Linked DNA regions of Pelodiscus sinensis: region 2 is linked to region 1. A link is a contact called in public Hi-C data. All regions are on one chromosome and are shown on one strand. The core of a region is the stretch at or near the end of the contact, and the rest is flanking DNA. Distances in the headings are between cores, read along the strand shown. Region 1 holds the start of RCOR2 (REST corepressor 2). Region 2 holds the start of LOC102460830 (dual specificity protein phosphatase 10-like).

The links. Hi-C and Micro-C count contacts between places; a contact is called where the count stands out from the background.
Region 2: a Hi-C map of an unstated tissue shows a contact between it and region 1, with 5 times the contacts expected there. The contact joins the promoter of LOC102460830 here to the promoter of RCOR2 in region 1. A contact is called at or near these places in 3 of 5 Hi-C or Micro-C datasets (liver and an unstated tissue).

What each region holds. Positions count from the first base shown.
Region 1 is chr11:33,783,586-33,787,706 of ASM4963464v1, forward strand. RCOR2 (REST corepressor 2) reads left to right here and starts at 1,976. Exons shown (of 12, transcript XM_075939100.1): 1 at 1,976-2,883. The coding sequence starts at 2,757. LOC142830943 (a long non-coding RNA gene) reads right to left here and starts at 3,679. Exons shown (of 3, transcript XR_012906504.1): 1 at 3,583-3,679; 2 at 1,102-1,194; 3 at 1-336.
Region 2 is chr11:33,927,016-33,930,780 of ASM4963464v1, forward strand. LOC102460830 (dual specificity protein phosphatase 10-like) reads left to right here and starts at 2,240. Exons shown (of 4, transcript XM_006125055.4): 1 at 2,240-2,410.

The DNA.
Region 1 (4,121 bases), core at 726-3,225:
ATATCATTAGCCCTCCAGCAGACTCACCAATACAACACAATTCCTGGGCCTGGTTCTCAGCCACAGCCCACAGAGACATGGTCAGAGGCCAGGGCACAGTAGGTATGAAGAACCAACAGCACAGAATGGCAGCACTGGGCACTTGCTTTGCACAAGATGAACTGGGACCACTGTATTGTGATTGTGTGTGATACATGTTATTTGATTGTGTTAGTTACTTGTGTGAGTTGGTTATGTATGCATGTGAGTTGGTGGTTTTTTCACACTGTTGCATGTTTCCACCACAGTCCTACTCCTGATCTGAGGTTCTGCTGTGTGGTATAAATCTGGAGTAACCTATTTACATCAAAGTAATGCAAATCAGTACCTAACTATCACATTCCAATCCAGCTAATCAGCTGGGGAAATGCAAATCTCCCCCAGACATCTTGGTAAGCCTCAGGTCTGAGAGCTTCCACGCCATACCTACCTGACCCCCAGCAATACCAGCACTGTGAATATACAAATAACCTATGCTAGAGAGTAACCCAGCACCCAAACTACTAGAAGATCACAGTTTAGGGTTAAACAGAGTCTCCTCTCACTTCCTTCTATTCTCCCTCCTATGGAGAGGGATCTGGTTTTCCTTTTGGGACCTCAGGAACTTTATGCAAAAGTGGGGAAAGGTTTAAAACCAGGTGGCAAAATGCAGCTACTAGTAAAGGTGTATGCTTAAAATCTCCATTAGATTATTAACCCCTTTGATCCCTTCCTGAGGTTGAGGTGTGAGCAGGGTGTAAGTTTATTCTTATATTCTCATTGTGGGCCAAATAATGTATTTTCCCTTAATCTCAAGAATGGTTGAACTGTTTTAGCTGAGATTTGCCAGAAAAGTTTTTCCTGAAGCAGATACCTGACATGGAAAAATGGTTAAAGTTTGGCAAAGTTGCTATAGGCAACTAGAAACAGTGTTTAATAATGGGAAGTGTTGGGTAAGTGTGAGCTCTGCCTATACTAATTAGATAGATAGATTTTGAGTTTCGTTTGATGATGCCCACTTCTCTCCCTACCCATTTTTGAAAGGTTCAAGTTTTAAGATTTTTGTAATGCAGTGTTACTTACTGTTGTGTTACTTAAAAGTGTCAATGAACAGCTTCTGGTTTATATTCTGCCATGTATTTCCAGGGACTGGGTGGCCATCAGGTGACAGAAGGGCTAGAAAGCCAGAAAGAAACAAATTGAAGGAAGCATTTATTTACTTTACATAAACATATAAGAAAACAATGTTAATAGATATATAACAAAGGATTATCCTAGAAGTAAGGGACTCAGAAAATAGACGTTATAGGTCTTTATTGCCTTATCCACCCCTTTATCTACCCTCCATTCCCATTCATACATTTCTACCTATTAATCCATCTATCCATAAATATCCATCTATTACCCTACATATCCCTCCTTCTACCCATCTCTAGCTGTCTCTCCCCATATTTACTCATTTATCTAACCTAGCTATCTATATACATATTTAAATCTATGTATCCATATTTATTATATATATCTTCATCTATCCATCTATATTCATTCATCTATACTCATCCATCTATGCTAAGCACATCTGGTCCAAAAAGGCATATAGTGCAATAGGCAGAAAGTGGGGTGCCTATTGGGTGGGGAGAAATATATCCATTCCAAAATCTAGCCCCTCTAGCCTCCTACTGGAAGGGGGGGTGTCTGTCTCTGAACAGCCCTCCATCTCTCTCATTCTCTCCCTTTCATCCCTTCTGCAGGGAGAATGGCATTTTAAAAGAAAACATAAAGACCCACCCAGCCCCTCCCTTCATTCAATAAAGACTCGCAGACTCCCCCCTCCCTCCATACACATCTGGGCTCAACTCTCTCCGCTCCTTCCGCCTGCCTCTTGCCCCTGTCTGCCCCCCTCTGGCCAGATGTGCATCCAGGCGGAGGGGTTCAGCTGGGAGGTGCTGAGGCCAGGGGAGCTGGAACTACTTTTCCCCAGCAGCAGCAAGCAGCAGGAGCCGACCGAGGAAGCTATAGTCTGACTCTCATTGTGTGTGTGTGTGAGGAGAGACGGAGGCAGGCACAGGAGCTTCTGTAAAGCCGCCTGCCCACGCAACTTTCCCACCAGGGTTCCCCCCTCCACCACACACACTGAGTAACACCCCTTCTCTTGCTGCATCTCCAGGCCCTGGAATCAGGACCCCCCCATTTCCACTCCCTACTCCTGGAGGTCACTTTTATTTTTGTGCACAAGTTGCTACATCTTTGGAGGAAGAAAGAAGCCATAGAAGGAAACTGAGGTCAAATCGTCCCCAGGGGAGAGAGTTGGGGGGAAATCCCTCATTTTTAGCCCAACTTCCTCCTCCCTTTTTTGCGTTTGGTAGATTATTTTTTGCGGGGGGCAGGGAAGCATCTGGAATTTCAGGTGTTGGGAGCAAAGGGGTTTGTTACAAAGTCCCCCCCCCCAATTCAGGGGAGTTTAGGAAACTTTTGAAGGGGAGGAAAAAATTCAGTCTGAGAAAGGAAACCCTGAAATCCTCCCCTCTTTGCAGCAAATTTTGGGGATCCCTCCATCCTGGGATCCGTCCCCCCCATGGATTTTTCTGAGATTGTAAATTTCGCCCCCTCGCTGTTTTAATTTTGGATTATTTCAAATCGCCACCGACCAGCGCGCGCGAGTCCTCCACCCTGCACCAGGGCTCAAGGGGGGATTCCTGTGGTGGAGGGGGCCGCAAAGCAGGGGGAGCTGGGGGGAAATGCCTTCCGTGATGGAAAAATCCGCCCCGGCCTCCGGGATCCTGTCGAGGAGCCGGGCGAAATCGGCCACCAATGGCAATCATCAGACCTCGGAGGATGAGAGCAGCGAAGAAGAGCATTCGCACGGTAAGTGCCAGATTGGGGGCACAGCTATTGTGCAAGGGGCAGGGAGCTAGCTACGGTCCACACGCGGATCACGCGTGCGTGTCCCGGAACGGGAGCTGAGAATGATTCACTTGCGACACGCATGTGGTTTGGGGAGAGTGGGGGCTTGTAACACGCCACGAGTGTGGACTAAGAGGGGTGGGGGCTCACGCCACGCGTGTGATGGGGGGAAGGCTTGTGACACGCCGCGCTTGTGGACGGGGTGTGTGTGTCACGCCACACTTGTAGTACACAGCACCTCCCCGAGGAGGAGAAAAACTCCGCTGGAGTGCGAGGCCCTAAGGGTCAGGGATAGGGAGCTGGCGACAACTTCCCGGGTCTGGGGAAGGGACAGGGAGTGACCCGGTTCCCCCAGTACCAGGAGGTGCGCGGGCGGGGGAGAATCGGAGTGCGATGCTGCTTCCCTAGTGACTTGAATGAATCCCACTTTCAAAGGTGCCTCGGAATCCCCTCCTCACCTGGCGTCCAACGGGGAGACTTGGTGACCCCTCCCCCCTTTCCCCGTGGCTCCTGGGGTTGGCGGGGAGGACCGGGACTCAAACACAGTGTCGAATGCAACAATGCTGGATATATAATTGCTCCTGCAATTCCATCTGGGACCCGATCCCTGGGAGTGGGGGCGGAGGGGGGCAGAATAACAATGGAGTATCGGGGGCCAACCTGTTCCCAAACTTAGCTCCAGGGGGAGTGCAGCAGCGCTCCCGACCGAACAAAGAGCCGGGGCATCACTGGAAGGTTGGTTTTGCTAACAGCTTCGACCCCATTGTCCCCTGGCGCCCTCGTGTGTGCCTGCCTCCCAGCGTCAGCCGGCTTTGTTAGCCCCCCTCCCCCGCGCCGCACACCAGCGCCAGCTAGGGATGTGCTGGGGGTCCAAGGATACTGGAGCGGCCGATTCCTCCTACCGACCATGTGGAATCCGTTCGGGGAACGTGTGTGTGTGTGGTGGGGGGGGGGCAGTTACGCCCCTTTGGTGCTGGCTCTGGGGAGGCACAAGCAACCCAAGAAGATGGTGAGGGTGTCAACAGGGTGGAGTGCTGGCTGGGCTGGGCATCCTCCCTTGCCAGCCCTGTTAGCCCATCACTAAGGAGAAAGGGTCTCACCTCCGAGACCTCGTATGGTCCCCCAAGTGCGCGGGGGGTGGCGTCCCACCGCCCCCAGCTGGCCAAGCTGTTGGGAAATTCTGCCAAAGACACCCCCTC
Region 2 (3,765 bases), core at 990-3,489, 140 kb after region 1:
GCTCCAATGCACACATACCCTACCCAAATACACACATGTATTAGGGACATCTGTCTAATTGTAGGGCTAGCTCTGGAATAGGCTTCCAGTGGATCAGATCAGTGATAGGGATTCCACATCATTACCCTCCCCATCCAGGCAGCATGCCCCATTCTGCTCTCCCTCCACCTACGGACATAACTCTGGAGTCCTAACAAATTTGCACCTAATCCCAGGATCTGGTCCAGACATGCATGGCCCCTTGAACTGAGCTGGGTGTCGTAGTGAGTGTATAGTGCCTGGTTCTCTACTTTCCTCCTTGAAATCCCCTAGGAGCCAATTCTAGGAAAGCCCCTTTAGCTCGTGGACATGGGCAGGACTGTGATCAACCCGGGTGACTCATAGGTGTGGAAAGGCACCCTGGGAGGTTGAGGGGGGCGCTCCCACAGCAGTGCCAGTGCAAAGGACAATGCAAGCACTCCTGAAACATGACTGCTCCTGAAAGAAGTTTTAGAAGAGCCAGAGCCTGGAAACGCTGCCCCGCACCAGCTCTGCCCATGGGACTAGTCCAGGTAGGCCAGGCTGTTAGGTTCTGTATGGAGGCAGCTCTGGCTCTGGGGTGCTGCTGCCCCAGAGAGATTGGAGTGGCAGGCAGAAGGACCACCCTAGAGACTAGTGGGAAGGGTCCCCACTCCCTAGAAAGGGGTTCTTCAACGTGCGAGCCCACACACGTATAAATCAGTAGACAATAAAGAAACACAGTTTGGAGCATTAGTTCCCATTGATGCCAGTGGAATTGTGGCCAGTTTACACCAGCTGGGGATCTGGCCCCTGACCTTGTGCTGTCTGAGTCTCCCCTGCCACCCTCATGACCTCACCAACAAACTTGTTGGCTTTGGCTCAAGGAGTTTCTTGTTGAGCCAGTTCCAGGCTGGCCATGTCCCCGCCCAGGTATGTGTCACTCAGTGAGTAACTGCTATGGAGTCATCCACCACACCTGTGCTAAAGTCTACCCCTGAGATGTCAGCGGGAGGGAAAATAGCATTCCCATCAAAGGCACTGATATGCAAAGGCAAAGCTGCCTGTGCTGCCCTGTGGAGCATGCTCGGGGCAGCAGAGCATGGCATGGTGTTGGTGTTAGCAGGGATTGGTATCTGTTTGCTGTGTGCAGTGGGTGTGGCTTGCCTGGATTTGGGATTCAGTGGGTGTGCAAAACAAGCACAATGTATTTGCACACTAGGCCCACAGTGCCCCACCCTCCCATTCAGCATGGCAGGGTGGCAAGGGAGATGTGTTGTGAATCAAGGGCTGCAAAGGATCCAGGTCCAACTATTCTGTTAAATTTCTTACTCATATGACTCCTACTGTCCCTGGGAAGCTCAGATATAAGCCTGTACTACTGGGGATGGACAGACAGATGGCTCCTAGCAGTGAGTTTAGGGATGGAGACACCAAGAGGCATTATGCTAATGTACTGACTCCTCCTGGATCTCAGAGTTTTTTGCTAAATTCATTTAAGCCACCCTGCCCCTCACACTTTGTAATGAAGCATTTATAGGACTTCTCCTGAGTTCTCCTCCCAGCCCTGCTGCAGACACACAGCATAATACTCAGCACAAGGCTCTTCCTTCTCACACTGCCTCAGTTTTCCCAGCTGTAAGCCTTTCAGGGAGGGAGAGTGATAGTTATAAAATTGAAACAAAATATGTCGCCATGGGAAACACCACAGTAAGGAAAAAGGTGTGGGGAGGAGCATGGATAGTGATAGATAGACAGAAGGATACCAGATAGATTTTATGGGAATAGATGGGTATGTGTCCAGGGATGGATAGATAGCCAGATCTGGATGGATGTGTGCAGGAACAGATAGCTGGTGTATGGGCATTGATAGGTACATAAATACACGTGGAGGGTTGAATGGAGATCTGGTTAGATGGATGTGTGGGGGATGAATGAATAAATCGACTTGGATGGATGGACCTAGGGGACCTGTGGGTTAGATTGGTTGCTGTCTATGGGCTGGATGGATCTATGGCTGTATGGGATTAGGCAGATAGGTCGTTCTCCATGTGTTTCTCCAGCGCCTGCCGCCGTGCACAGACAGACAGACAGACAGAGCCAAGGGGACTCCTTCCTTTCACAATGAAACCAGCTTGGGTCACGTGCTACTCTGTGTCTAACCATCCCGGAGATCCGGGCTCTCTCTCATTGGCTACAGATGATGTCACCCCTTAGCCCCTCCTCCCCCGGCTCCCCCTCCCACCAAAGCAAAGCTTCAGCACCAGATAGTGGTGGGGGTGGGGGGGAGTAAATAAGCAACTTGGGGGGTGGAACCTGCCTGGGCACTGGGGGGACGCAGGGGCTGGCTTCCAAGGACCCCCCTACCCTCAGCCCACATGGGCTGGAGCCCCAGTGCAGGGATCTGATGCAGGTAAGAGGGTGCCTGGGTACCCTGTGCCCTGGGGAGATGGGGGGCTCTGATTGGCACTCAGTGCGCGGTGGGCTTGGCACGGGGCTGCCTCTGCCCGGGGGATTTGTTTGGGGAAGGGAAGATTCCGGGCCAAGGGGAGCAGCATCTGGCTGGCTCCAGGTGCCGGGGTGCAAACCCGCGGGGGGAGGGCGCAGCGCTTTGTGGACGAGGGTGCAAAGATTTGGAGGTGGGGCGAACGGGGGTGCGGGGGGAGGGAGAGGAGACAGCCCTGAAAGCGGTGACCCCCGGCGCAGGGGGTCCTAGCCGGCAGCAGCTGGACGGTGCGTTGTAACACATTTGGGGGCCGGGGGCGCACACCTGGAGCGGGGGCGCAGGGCGCTGATGGGGGCAGCTGGGGCAGAGGGCCGGTCGGCGGCAGGGGAGGGTGAAGCTGTCCACGGTGGCGGCTGGCAGCCGGGATGGCGGGGGATCCTGCTGTCTGAACGGGGCTCCGGGGAAGGAGGGAGCGGGGAGCGGGGACAGGCCAGCACGGCTTGTGGGGACTGGCAGCGCAGCTTGCTACGGCAGAGCTTTGGGGTGCGTGGGAGGGGAAGGCTGGAGCCGCGATCATGGGTGACAGACGGGCTCCCGCTCCAGGCAGGAATGCCAGACTAAGGGTGGGGGGTGGGACCATAGTGCCAGGATAGGAGGGGCTGGAAGGTGATGCCAGGCTGGGGTGTATGGGAGCATGGTTCCAGGATAGGAGGGGATGGGCAGTGATGCCAGGCTGGGGGGTTGATGGTAAGTTGGGGAGATGTGGCGCGATGCCAGGCTGGAGCGGACTGAGGACAATGCAAGAGGCAGGGGAATGGGCACTTGGGCGGATGGGTGTGGGGTGAAGCCAGGCTGGGGAGGCCATGGCTGACTGGGGAGATAGGGAGCAATGCCACAGTGGGGGGAACAGGTGGCAGTGCCAGACTAGGGGTGCAGGACAAGTGTGATGTCAGGCTGTGGGAGGGGGCTGAGTGGGATCCTACCAGCTGCAAGTGGTAACTGGGTTCATGGCTTAGCACCCAGGCAGGAGGGGGTATTGTCAGCCTGGCCAGCTGTGACCTTACAGGGAGCTTGTGCCCACGCTGCGCTCAGCGCTGCACTGACACAAGGGGTTATTTTTGGGTTGTGATACCATATTGAGGGGCTCAGGAGGGGAGTTATTGGTGGCACTTCTGGGGCTGGCCAATGGGCTCCTGAGCTTTACACTCCCATCTCACACACCAGTGTGGAAATAGCTGCTAGAGGACCATGCATGATTGAACTCACCTGTGCTGTGACACACACCCATGTCCATGCCTGCATAAATAGACACCCACAATCAG